Regions from separate parts of the Zea mays genome. Here regions 1 and 3 are each linked to region 2. Evidence: chromatin contacts called from public Hi-C data. All regions are on one chromosome and are shown on one strand. Each heading gives the region's core, a stretch centred on a gene start, on an enhancer-like site or on the middle of the called end of the contact. The rest is flanking DNA. Distances are from core to core; before and after follow the strand shown.

Region 1 (4,307 bases), core at 462-2,961, 300 kb before region 2:
AGTAACTGGTAAACTTTCACAGTGCCAAGAGCAATGCACCTATTTAAATGTGAGCAGTATAAGGGTATTGGAAAACAGACTGTTAGTGTTATAAACTTATAATGAACGTAAGAGCTGAATATGTAATGTGAGAACAGATATAGGTACAACATTATACTCCACTATGATGTGAACACTGCTAATCATGCTAACAAGTATATAAAAAAGATGCATACTTTCAGAAGGGGAAAAGGAAAACAAGCAGGCAAACTCCAGCAATGGTGTGACAAGGGAGCGTACCCATCACGGTGTCTCTTTTTCCTACCATCCATAACATCCCTAGACTGCAGAGTACAAACATTTCCAAAATCAAGGTATGCTAGCAGAAAAAAGAAAAGAAACTAGACAGATGACAGGTGGCTCAACATACTTTGGTCTGTTCTGGAACCACACTGAACAAGTGCTTTATATCAAGAAGTTCTGGTTGAATCTTTGCGGGAGCCTTATATTTCAGACAGATGATATAAATTTCAGCAGATGTAGACCGACTTGCCGTAGGTTTAGTTGCCTCAACCTTCTCAAACAACTGCAAGACAAGATGATATTTGATGTTTCAATTAACCAAATACAAAAAAATTATAAAAAGTGTTACAAAACATTTAATGAATGCACACACCTGTTTAAGACAGTACATAATAGCGTTGTAATCTTGAGACCTAAAAACCTGTTGAAGAAAAGAATAGTTGATTAAACATGTATTGAAATGTGAGACAATGAGAACAACAAAAGGTAATTCACAACTGAAGGAAAGCTGATTCAACAGCTGAAGGAGATGAGTCAATAAAACACATGACAACTCTGTAAGAAGGTATAAACTGTCAAAACCACTCAATATGTCAGAAGAATGGATAATTCAATACTGCTTCATTGTCCGTGCAATACAAAACCACTATGAACCCTAGGTGCACTATCTAATAAGGCATGCACACACACGAACACATCTGCCTAGAGATGAAAATGTCAAGATAGCTTGCTGCCACTCATAATTTAGGGCGTGTTTATTGTGTACTTTCAAAGAAGATACTCTGCATTCACATACTTGAAGAAAAATAAGCATCACGCTGAATTACAAATTGAAGCCAGTGAGAGTGCCAACTGCAACATTGAGCATTCTTCTTCTGTGGAATCTTTTACCTTCGTGATGAAGGCGCCCTTGGGGGCGAGGAACATGGTAGCGAGGCGCAGTGCGTCAATAACTAGCGCCGACTGCGATGTGGCCTCCTGCGCCCAGGCACCACCGACGTTGGGCGACCCATCGTGGAGCACGACGTCGAAGGCGGAGACGCCATTGGAGTCCATGAGCCTCCGCACCGCGGCGCGGCACTTGGTGGTGGTGATGTCCTCGGTGAGCGAGTGGGCCCCGCGAATGGGGCGGATGGGAACGAGGTCGACGCCGACGACGAAGGCTCCGACTGGGGCATGGTTGACGGCCACCTGAACCCACCCTCCCGGCGCGGCGCAGAGGTCGAGCACCGAGTGCGCCGTCAGGAGGAAGCGGAACCGCGCGTCGAGCTGGAGCAGCTTGAACGCCGCGCGACTCCGATACCCTTGCTCCTTGGCTAGGTGGTAGAACTTGTCCTGACGCTGCTTCCCCTTCGCCTTGCCCATCTCCGCGGCCGCCGACGAGACTTTCCAGCGAGGGGATGGGGGCTAGGGTTTTGGAGATGGTTTTGCTCCGGGCTCCGGCGGCGGTTGGGTGCTTGCCTTGTCGGAGGGCTCCGTGGCGGTTAGGCCGTTGAGCGGCTCATGGGCTAGGCCTTTTCCTTTTATGGGCCTTTACAAATGGGCTGAAAACGTCTCGTCGCCTCCCTTCTTATCCCCAATGGCGGACGCACGTCGACACATCACTGCTCACTCTGCACTCTCGCGGGATGGAGCTTGGCCTAGCGCTCCGGCTCGTCGCGCCGCCACCGCTGCTGCCGTGTCTCTCCCGTAGAGCTCTTTCCCTACCACCGGATTTTGTTTCCTCGCGTGTGCTTCGAGGAAGACGCATCCATGCCTCGAGACTGAAGCATGGAGCTGGGGTTGTGTGCAATGCGATTATGACCTATTCAGGAGTGGAAGAGGAGGAGATGGTGGAAGAAGAAATGGAAGAGGAGGCTGAACCGGCGGTGAGCACAAGGCCGCGCCTGGAGCTCATCGAGAAGCCGGACCGGAGCCTGGCGCTGCTGGATGAGTACGAGTCGGAGGAACTGGGCACCTCTCTTTGCGCCAATCATCGTAGCGGTTAGGCTCCTCACTTCTGTGCGTTTGAAATTACTCGGGTTTAGTATTTTTTAAGCTTAGGAATTGACGCCATGCAATTAGTTATAAATTTTATTAGCCAAATTTCGTCCTAGTTCGTAAAGTAAAATTATGGTGCTTGCAAAGTTGCATTGCGATGCGCAGGAGCATTTTCGTCAAAATTCCAGAACGGGGCGTTTGGATCCCTTCATTTTCGAGGAATTGGAATTCACTCAATAAAGTAACTTATTTAGTTTGGAATTTGACATTCCACCACTTTCCAAAGTTCAGATATTAGTCTATCTCAAATTCATGGGGTGAGGGATGGGAAATGGTTTTATACAGTAGTAGAATTTGTTTCTACTCTGTAACTTACGTGACACTTTTCGTCTCACTCCTCTATAGTAAAAATATAGTGCATAAATATCTCCGACATCTTGCTAATAACAGTATACAAATATATTTTGTATAAAACTGAATTAGCTTAATTGATATATGGCTAAATTACTATTATTAGAATGGAATTCAATTCTAATGATCCAAACGGGGCAGAAAGGAAATTGATCCACATTGGATGATTAGCGTACTGATACGGTGTCTCCTCAGGTTATGTTGCTGTATTGGGGAAGCCAAATGTTGGCAAGAGCACACTTATTAACCAAATGGTTGGTCAGAAACTTTCAATTGTAACAGATAAACCGCAAACGACAAGACATCGCATTCTTGGTATATGTTCTGAACCAGAGTACCAGGTATCAGAATTTAATTCAGTTCAATACAAATTAAGATCCTCGGAAGTTTTCGGTCCCATAACCCCATTAGCATCAAGTGGATCATGTTGCTTTTCGCTGCTAATCTGAGTTATCGTTTAGTTTGCAGATTATACTTTATGACACTCCTGGTGTTATTAAAAAGGAGATGCATAAGCTGGACAGTATGATGATGAAGAATGTTAGGAGCGCTATCGGCAGTGCGGACTGTGTGCTTGTTGTTGCTGATGCTTGCAAAACTCCTGAAAAGGTATTGCGAGCAGTAAGAAAGAATAATCCATCCTAACATTCAACCATTTTACCTTACATCTTGTAAGCTTTGAGCTTTTAGATTGATGAAATGCTTGAAGAAGGTGTTGGAAACAAAGATATTGGACTTCCTGTACTGCTGGTATTGAACAAGAAAGATCTCATAAAACCCGGAGAAATCGCAAAGAAACTTGAGGTGCGAACCTTATAAAATTGTCGAAAGGTGGTTCCCTGTTTCTTTTGTGCTTTCCTCTGCATAAAGACGGTATTGATTTCTAGACGACTCTTTTAACAGTGGTACCAAAAATTTACTAATGTTGATGATGTTATACCAATAAGTGCTAAATTTGGTCATGGAGTGGATGATATCAAGGAGTGGATATTGTCAAAGCTCCCTCTGGGTCCTGCTTACTACCCCAAGGTATTAGCAAATCATTCATATATTTTTATATAATGGCATTTCCTCTGTGCTTTGCTTACCTTTAAATGTCATTATCTGTCCTTAGAGAGAGTAGTTCAGATGCTCAGAACATTTTAGTAAATATTTTTGTCTGTGTGGTAAAGAGTGCGCTCCTGAATATCATTATAGTTGAACTTGATATGCCTATTCTAGTGCTGAATCCGACAAATCTTGTGTTAATCTTAATTTGATGGATGGATGCATTGGCAAATCATCCTTTTGCAGATGGCATAGTGGTTTTCTTTTTCTAGTATTAGTGAACTTATAACAATATGAACTTGAAACCGCTAATGTAAGAATTAGCATGCAATGGTTACTATGTTCTTGCCAGGCTGGTACAACTGGGTTGTGGAGAAATATTTTCTCAAAAGCCAGAGAATAGGAACTTCCCCGACATATTTTTATTTCGTCTAGCTGATGCTAAGCAGTAGGTTTACACCCTTTTACTACAGTGTTATCACCCTCTTTGTCGCTCTGTAGTTGAGGAGCATATGCTCTGTAATATGTTTCCTCAGTTGAACCCATCTATTTCTTGTTAGATGCTGTACTACGTGGGATTATTTGAG
Region 2 (4,799 bases), core at 573-3,072:
TGGCTCGTGTTGGGTTTCATATCTAGCATAGTGTTTAAAAGGTAATTAGGCATCCAGGCGAGTGTTGTGTCCACCTGGATGCCTAGGAGACAAGGCGCCACGGTTTCCCAAGGCGAGCTGGGTACTCCTGGACACCTAGGAGACGCCTTTGAAACATAGCATACCTCAATTTGCTTGGACTAAAAAGATTATTTTTAAAAAAATAACTAGTATGATAAAACAAGGTCATATACATTCCAAGAAGGGGCAAACCTTTCAATATCCATGCTACAAGAAAAATAAGGCTGACTATTTCCAGAGTAAGGTGTGCTAGAGTCACACGCTGAAGTTATTATTATACCAACTTCTAGTGTTTCCATTGAATTCAAGGAGTCATAATCAAGCCCAAAAAAGAAAGCTACTGCAAAATGTCGTCATCATTCCTGAATGCTGGCTCCACATCGCTACATCTACACAAATTTGCACTGCATCTACATCAGGTGCTTTTAATGTCCTTTTCATAGATGTTCCGATTACCAAGCTACCACAGATTTTGTTTTGATGTTGCCAACCATGAATGATGAAATTTCTGTTTTACCGTAAATATTCTAGAAATACAAAGTAGGGCATGCAGCAGGCAGACCAAAGAAAGTAGGATTTTGTAAACTGTCAGCATTACATGAGCAAAAAATAAAAAGGGAATTTGTGATGTTAGAACTGGGAAGAAAATGTGTCTCTGCTCAAACGGAGTAAATTTAGCATTCAATTCATGACCATGCGTCATTCTATGTATGGTCATAGAATGATGCCCGATATATAAGTTTAGTTTTTTCACATCTTGTCATGCTTTCAACATATATTGTCATTTGTGTGTGTTCCCTTCACAAGAACACGAATTTTAATATGGCATGATCATATAACATGGGAGCACTATAGATGGGAAAGAAAAAAAAAACATATGAGAATAAGTCAGGCAGAATGGCAGATCTCAATCCACAGTGAGCAAATAGAGAAAATACGGTATCAAGAAAAAGGAAGAGTCAAACCGTTCTTCTTATAAGTACTTGACTGCCCTGACTTGTAGCGCGAGTGGAAGTAGCAAGCGATCTGCATCACATAACCGAAAAACACACTCCAGTGTCCAGTCTTAGCACGAAAAAAAAAACACAGCCAGACCCTTAAAAAACCTCGACGAGGCGAAGGAACGGACGAGGACGCACCGAGAAATAGCACTTGGAGGACGGCACCCAGAGGTTGGAGCTGCCGGTGTCGAAGATGACGGTGAACTTCTGCGGCGGCGTCCCGACGCCGATCTCCCCAAAGTACTGCGCGTTCATGTAGTTATTGAGCGCGATGACGTCGGAGTCGTCGTCGCCGCCGGCCGAGCCCAGGGCGTTGGCGCCGCGGAGGAGGAGGCGCTGCCTCTCCTCAGCGGAGAGGCGCGCGGCGACGCGGGCGTTCTGGTCGACGGGCTGCTTCTTCAGCGCGACCCGCACCAGGCCCCCCGCCGCCGCCGCCGCCGCCGCCGCCGCCGACGCGGGGGCGAGGGCCTGGAGGAGCGCCGCCGCGAGGAGCGCTAGGGCGACGCCGCGGGGTCCCATGGTCGCGATCTGCAGCAACCGAAGGCGGGGCCGACGGCGAGCGGCGGAGACGGAGTTAGCCTAGACCGTGGGGAGATTCGAAGGGGACTTAGTTAGATCGCACAGATCCTTGGCCGATGGGGAAAGCGCTGGCTGGAACAACGGGAGGACTGCTCCTAGAAGTAACTGATACTGGCGCGATTAGTTCGGTGCGGTTGCAAGCGGAGTTTATTACAACGTCTAAAATAAAAGCCTCGCAGATCGGATCGATCGAGGATCAAAGGCGGATTACAACTACGAACGCGCGGAAACAAGCAGATCAGCACGCATCAGACACCGCCGGACGCAGTCAAGGCGAGTCCACGAGAAGCGGCGAACTCACCAGAAACCGAGGGCGAGCAGCAGAAGAGAAAGGTAGCAACTGACGTGCCAGCAACTGCGGAGCGGAGGCGTGGTGGGGCGGCGGCGGGTATAAAGAGCAGGCGGGGTGGGGCCACGCGCCCTTCTGGCCGTCGGATCCAGTGGACGTATGAGATCGGCCGTTGGTTGAGGATAGGGGCGTCTCGTGCCCGGGGTCAGAACTGGCGCGGGTCGGGTACCCACTACCCAGCAAGTGAAGTGCCCGATCACGATCAGTAGCAGGTCGCGTCCGGTGCTGTGCCTGCCGGTTACTTTGCCTTCAAGTAACAAATATTCGTTTAGTTATATTCAATTAAAGGATACTATATGCTAGTATAGTTTTTCATTTTTCAAACACCAGTAGGTACATGTTGACCCCATGTCTATCTATGAACACGCGCAAACCTAGGAGTAAGAGCACTTTTGTAAAAAAAAAAAGAGCCGGCGGGGTTTTTGCTTTGTGACACTGATAAAGTTACGGTAGGCAACCCGCAACCCGACCCGCTAGCGTAGAGAGCGACACGTAGATAGCTTGCATGAATACTCCGTGGAATCTCCTTGTCGTGCTGTGCTGTTTAACGTGAGTACGCGACGCATGGCAATGGCATGCGCTACTAGCCCGTACGTACCCAGCTCGTGTCGTCGTGGCTCCCTCCATCCGACGGTGGTGGGCCTACTCGTCTTGGGGCCACACCCGGCCGGCGTAGACAGCGGGGTAGGATAGCGTGTGAGTAGAGCGGCACGTTGCTGCTGGGCGCGGGATTCTGCTCCGCACCGCACACCCCTCGCGTGCACGCCAACCCACTATGTACCTAGATATTTGATAAATGTATGATTCGTGGAATCATGGTTTATATCCGGCCATACAATACATACAATACATGAACGGTAGAGCTAACCGGAAATCTGCAAAATCTCTATCTCTACTAACTATTAAGGATGGATTGTAGACTGCCCCCGCGCCCCTCCCCCGCTACCGCACGCCCGGCCGCGCGAAACCTCCGCACGCCCGCCTGTCCACCGCAACGCATTCCCCGCGCATCCCGTCGTCTCGCACGCCCTTAAGCCCGCAACGCCCTCCCCAGCGAAACCCTCCGCTACCTCAACGCCGCACGCCCGCCGCCGCCGCGAAATCCGCACCCAGGCATCCAGAGGCGAAGCCAGGATCCAAAGACAGAGGGGGCAGGCTTAGCCTCCAAGCGACCAAACCAGCAAGGACACAATATAAAAATGGCAAGAGAACCAACTACAATGTATATATTAATATATAATCTTCATTAAAAAACAGTATAATGAAACATCATCTATTTTGTCAAACTAAATAAAATTACATCTCAGTTATTTTGAATTTAGCTCTACGTGTATTAGCTAGATCATAGACCTTGATAATATCATCAGAACAAATCATTGCCGCTAATTCCCTTTCAATATAAACGACCAGATAATCCCGTAAATAGGCATCTCCCATTTTTCTTTGAAGACGTGTCTTCACAAATTTCATAGTTGAAAAGGCTCTCTCTCTGTGGTCGCAGTTGACACAGGAAGAGTTAAGAGTAATCTCAATAATTTATCTATCATCGGATAAGAAGAATATTTACCCAGCTTAACTAATCCACTTGGTTGGGCCAAAAATTAAGGGCTTCAGACTACCAAATAATAAACTGGCAGCAAAATAATGGGCTATAGAATACATTATTAATCTGATTTGCTTGGGCCATTGGGGGGTGCCAGGCCCACTCCGGCCCCCCTGGTGGCTTCGCCACTGCAGGCATCCCTCCGGTACCCACACCGCCAGCTCGCGACTCTCGCACGCCCGCCTCCCCCTCTGCTCTAGTGTCGCGCCCTCGCCTGTCCCCACCCCCATCTCCCGAAGTCGTCTGCGACCGCCACCCTGCTCCCCTCGCCACGTGCTGCGTCCGCCGAGAACACCCCCGTGGATGTATCCGGGATTCGAGGCCTCCCCCTCCCTTCCCCTTTCCCTTCCCCTTCCCCTCCCCCATCGGCGATGCCCGGATCCGCGACCGTCGCCGTCCAACCCCGGTCTCCGTCTGTGACCGCTCCATGGTAGCGCAAGCGCTGGAGGCATCCACAGGGGCTACAAACGTGACCCCGCCCCCGTTCGACATCGGCACCCCCTCCCCCCGACCACTGCAGGTTTCCATCATAGGAGCTCCTCGCTCGTGCCCGCTTCTTCACCGACGACTCGGGTAGGTCATGCCCCCCCTCTCCCCCTCGTCGTGCCCCTTTTTTGGCCGCCGAGCCACCCCTCTCTCCCCCTCGCCGCCTCTCCGACCTGGCCGCGTCCCACCTCAGCTGGTGGATGGGTGGGAGTGGGACGACGAGGTTGTGGTGTACGCTCACCGCGCGTGGGAGCTGGTGCGGCGATTAGCTCCTTGATAGTTCCGCCCACACCTGCGTGTGCCCTGCCTCGCCGCATCCTATTGCTCCATGCCGACATGCGCCAAACACATGAAGAGATATTTCCCTCACGCTCCTCAGCCCCATGCGCCAAACACATCTATATCTAGGTATCCTTGGACCACAACTGCTGTTGCTCGGGAGCGAACTGATGAAGAGATAGTTTCATCGGTGGTTATTAGGGATGTTCTTTCGATGCCTGTGGCTGTGTCAAAGAACCCAAACATTGCATTTATGTTCTTAACATCGGGTTCATTGCCTTTTGATAAGTTGTGGGAGAAATTTTTACAGGTGTGGTTCTTAATATACCCATCATCTAATATTGCAGTTAATAAACATGAAGTTTGTATTATGTCTGTTATACCATCACCATTTTGTAATAGTTTATTTAGTTTGCTTGAAATTCTTTGCACAGGGTCATGA
Region 3 (4,593 bases), core at 706-3,205, 400 kb before region 2:
TGTAATCGTTTTCTTATGACGGACCAAAAAGCGCGTAATCTTTGATTCTCTTCCTTTGACGTGTGTGTTACCTTTACGCAACCAAACAGCATTTACTCTACTCTAGTTTTTTCTTGTTCAGGGCACTTAAGTCTACACTCTAATTAAAGAGGTGTTTCGTTCCCGAACTAAATTTTAATTCTTGTCACATCAAAGGTTTGAATATGAATTATAAATATTAAATATAGGCTTAATTAGGTTTAATAAATTTGTATAATCTTTTATTCTTTATTTGTGTAATTTGTTTTATAATTAAATTATATTTGTATCCGTAACTATCATTCAAACATTTGAGGTTAAAGGGTTAAAGTTTAGCTGGGTTGTAACTAGACACCCCCTAAATTAAAATTTAAAATTGCAGTTTCTGTAGATACAGTCTGTGATTTTTGGTTCCGTGAATAAAAACTCCACCGGACAAAACCACAAACCCTTCAAAATCTTATTTATGTTGGCATAAAAACAAATAATAGTTTACAATCATTTCTGTAGTCAGACAAGAATAAGAAATTGATATACAATGCCACAAAAGACAAATAAAAATCGCAAAAATAACAATTTATTGGTGGTATAAAGGTGTTGCTTGAAATCATCTTTAAAATTTAGGCATATTAAATATAGAAAACGTGATAAATTTAAGTAGTGGATAGTGGCCAGTGGTGCTGTCGACCCTCTCTGCACAGAGTCATCAAAACCACCCACCCAAAAATGGGCCCGAGCAGCATAGACCACGAAACTGACAGAACAATTTTCTGAGACATTTGCAAGGAAACAAGTCGTAGAAAAATGAAGAAAGCAGAGTTGTTTCTCACCCCTCTCCGGCCAATGTACTTGGCCATCTGGCCGCTGGCGATCGCCCCGACCATGGCGCCCACGTTGGACAGCGAACCGAACGCCGAGAACTGGGGAGGCGACGGAGCTCCATCAATTATTTGTTCGTTTGATTTTGAGACGAACGCGCCGAGCCGAGCGTGAAGACAAAGCTAGCGTTAGGACGTAGAAACTGCAGCCAGGAGGTACCTCGGAGATGGAGAGGTTGAGGTCCCGGATGATGCCGTCCTGCGTCGGCGAGGAGTAGCCGCTTGTGAAGCCGCACTGGATGGGGCCGAGCGCGACGATGAGCGTGCAGAGGAAGGCGGAGACGTGGGACTCGCGCAGGACGGCCCTGGAGGAGGTGCCGGCGGCGTTGAGGCTGGGCTGGCGCGACCCCGTCCGTTGGCAGCTCCCGCTGTTGGGCAGCAGCGGCTTGTGCAGCCCGCCGTCGTTGTCGCTGCCGCACTCGTAGCCGGCGCCGGGCGCGCTGTTGCTCGCCATGGCGCCCGCGCTCAGCGCCCAACTCGCGGCGAGATTTGATTTGTCTCGTTTTTCTCCAGGTGGGATTGGATGGATGGAGAGAGAGACAGGGGAGGAGGAGGACGAATGGCAGGAGACGAAACGGGGGAGACCCACCACCTCCATTGAATGGGCAAGCCGAGTCGCCGTCGTGAAACTCGTGATAGGCGGCAGGTCTCGCCGGGGTCCCATTTCTGAGCTGAGCTGGACATGACTACCAGCTCATCATCCACATGTCATGTTGGCCGTGTTGTTTTGCCGTTTCTCGGCACTGTGACTACTGTCACTGTCACAGGCGAGGCGAGGCGACAGGACTCGGCGTCCGGCCTCCTGGACGCCTTGCCTAGTCGGCGACTCCCTTCTCGCCACGGTCATTGCCTCCAGTGAGATCCCCACCTTCGCCGCCTCCCCCTCCGTTCCACTCCCTCGCGCGCTCCATCCTCTATCAGCAAGCAGCTCGAGACCTCCGCTGTCGACGCCATCTACACTTGCTTCCTCGCGCTCCTCTCCTCTGCTTCCTGCCGCCGTCCTTGCCCTCGCAGCCGCTGACTTGCGTACTGTTGGGTGCCAAAATGAGTGTCCCGATTTGGACCGGATGGTCCGCGCAAGCGCAGAATAAATTAGGGTTCTGAGTTTCCTCGGAATAAGCTTGGAATTTTGTTGGTAACGATCCAGCCCCTCTTCTCTATAAAAGTAGAGAAATACGGCCAATTTAATCAATCAATCGAACCCTCAATCAATACAATTTACATTTATTCTTAGGAGTAGTTCTACTCTGTTCTAGGTTAGTCTTACAATCTTCAAATTCTTCGCTTCTCTTCGACTCTACGTCAATTAGAGAAGTCTAGGTCGGCCTGCCGAGCCTATACATCACCTAGGATCTCTCCTCCCCGACAGGGTCCCTCCTGAGAGCGAGATCCAGGCGCCACCGACGATCTTCCGCCGCCCTTGCGCACGCGCGGACCGTCCGGTCCCAGGGCGCGGACCGTCCAGTCGTCAGGCAGGAAATCCTAGCCTCGCACCAGGCCGCACCGTCCGCCCCTGTGCAGAGAGCACCGCCGCTGGTTCGTGTTGAGTGATTGGCGCCCGAAAAAAGTGTCAACATACTTTTTGGCGACTCCGCTGGGGAACACACATCTAGACCTATCAAATCGGCCCTCAATGGCCGGTTCAATGGATAGTTCTGAAGTCTCCCCCAACAACATTATAGAGCCGACTTGGGAAACCTTGCCGGCTGACGAACAACTCCAGTTCGAGGAGCACAAGGAGCATCTGATACAAGAGGCAAAAGCGAAGTTTTTGGCTAACTTCAAGGTGGACAGGAACAATAAAGTCGTCCGACAACGGGCGACGGATCCGGCTTCGCTCCGACCCAATGTAAGTAATACAAACGAGCTACAATCTCTTAAGAATTATGTAGATGAACAACGAGAACAAATGCAAAATATCATAGGGGTATGCAAAACGATTATAGGAGACTAGTACGTGCATTTGATAAATCTAGTATCGCAAATTTTCCTTCGCACGAGGTTGAATTATAGGGTAACACGCGTAATACATCGGCTATAGGTTGTCACGACCAGTTACAACCCCTTTATGGGATGTCGATGGACACATACCCTGAGCAACCACAAATCGACAGTAAATCAAGCGATCTGCACATGCCCGGACCGTCCGCACGTGAGCGCGGACCGTCCGGGCCAGCAACGGCCGGGCCCATTTTTAATGAGTTACCCAGCATGCACCCGAGCCACAACATATGACACAGAATCTAAACTACCAGGTCGGACCGTCCGCATACAATGACAAACGGTCCGCATATAATCACGGACGGTCCGGGTACATGTCCGGACAGTCCGTACATGAGTTTTTTGAGAAGGATTATTACCTGAATTCTCACCCGTCCCAGCAACACTTCCCATCACACTATGCAATGCATCAGCCCATTAATACAAAATCCCGAGCCCAGGAGAACTTTCTAGCCCCGCCTAGAAGGCCGGAAAGAAACGATCAATCCTATGAGCCAGATAGGGTAAATGGCAATGCACCACATAGCTCAAACCAATGGGGGGAAAGACAACATGCTAATATCCAGCCAACCCCACCTATGTTTAACTAGAGAGTCGGTGGTCTCCCACCGGCTGCCATCGATATAGTGAGGGAGGAAATAGCCGGGGCGTTCCAAGATAAGATCGGAGTAAGCATGGTGTCTGGGGGGCAATCATATCAGAAACCTTATGACAGCCGATTTGATCACCACCCATACCCCCAGGGCACCAGGATACCCGAATTCGCAAAAATTTCGGGTGACCAAGAATTAGGAGAATTGGCCGACACAGAAGCATTTCGCGTGTGTTTATTTTCATTATCTTTAATAGGAACCGCGTTCGCATGGTACGCCACTTTACCTCCTAATTCTATTTTGTCATGGGGGGAGTTAGAACAAAAAATTCATGACCACTTTTTCTCCGGTGACTATGAGTTAGATTTGGTAGACCTAGTGGCCTTGCGACAGGGGAAAGACGAATCGGTTAATGACTATATCCGGAGATTCCGGGATACAAGAAACCGATGCTTCCAAATACAATTAGCGGAAAAACAGCTAGCAGGATTAGCCTTCAATGGACTATGATATTATTTAAAAGAAAGAATAGAAGGTATCCAGTTCTTTACGCTAGCACAATTACATCAAAGAGCTTTGGCTTGTGAGAGCTGGAGCAAAGAAACTACTAAAACAATTCGTCACAATGTGCATATAGTAGAGTGCGACCAGAGTAGCTCGGATGACGAATCAGCAGAGGTATACGCGGCTGAAATGGTTTGGCCAAAACAGGCCAAACTTGCAGCCGGTTCAAAAGAAACGGCAAGAGGAGGTTAAGTTTATATTTAATGTCGGTAAATGTGATAAAATATTTGATGAATTACTCAAAAATGGCAACATTAGAATAAATCACACTGTTCCATCCGTCGACGAGCTGAAACGCCGTGCATACTGCAAGTGGCATAACTCATTTTCTCATGCCACTAATGATTGTAATGTATTCCGTCGACAGATTCAATCGGCCATTAACGAAGGACGATTGAAATTTCAGGAAATGCAGGTGGACACGGAGCCCTTTCCGATGAACATGATCGATTTTGAGGGCAACAGGATCCTGGTTCGGCCAAACACAGCCGATAAGGGCAAAGACAAAGAGATAATCATCGGCAACACAAGAGAGATAG

Evidence for each region. A called contact is a pair of places that touch in the nucleus more often than the background predicts.
Region 1: a Hi-C map of bundle sheath shows a contact between it and region 2, with 2.8 times the contacts expected there. The contact joins the promoter of LOC103635342 here to the promoter of LOC100284362 in region 2. A contact is called at or near these places in 9 of 25 Hi-C or Micro-C datasets (bundle sheath, ear, endosperm and 3 more).
Region 3: a contact with region 2 is called in a Hi-C map of leaf, with 5 times the contacts expected there. The contact joins the promoter of LOC109939172 here to the promoter of LOC100284362 in region 2. A contact is called at or near these places in 2 of 25 Hi-C or Micro-C datasets (ear and leaf).

Annotation. Positions count from the first base shown.
Region 1 is chr8:72,571,795-72,576,101 of Zm-B73-REFERENCE-NAM-5.0, reverse strand. It overlaps LOC103635342 (putative rRNA methyltransferase), which reads right to left and starts at 1,711. Exons shown (of 11, transcript NM_001363596.1): 1 at 1,174-1,711; 2 at 656-703; 3 at 410-565; 4 at 280-323. The coding sequence starts at 1,647. ERA1 (GTPase ERA1, chloroplastic) reads left to right here and starts at 1,849. Exons shown (of 9, transcript NM_001363285.1): 1 at 1,849-2,265; 2 at 2,869-3,014; 3 at 3,142-3,282; 4 at 3,364-3,477; 5 at 3,577-3,702. The coding sequence starts at 1,911.
Region 2 is chr8:72,274,582-72,279,380 of Zm-B73-REFERENCE-NAM-5.0, reverse strand. LOC100284362 (aspartic proteinase oryzasin-1) reads right to left here and starts at 1,822. Exons shown (of 13, transcript NM_001157257.1): 1 at 1,200-1,822; 2 at 1,026-1,086. The coding sequence starts at 1,580. LOC109941436 (a long non-coding RNA gene) reads left to right here. Exons shown (of 2, transcript XR_002264072.2): 2 at 1-961.
Region 3 is chr8:72,675,460-72,680,052 of Zm-B73-REFERENCE-NAM-5.0, reverse strand. LOC109939172 (sugar transporter ERD6-like 6) reads right to left here and starts at 1,955. Exons shown (of 18, transcript XR_004851970.1): 1 at 1,057-1,955; 2 at 849-938.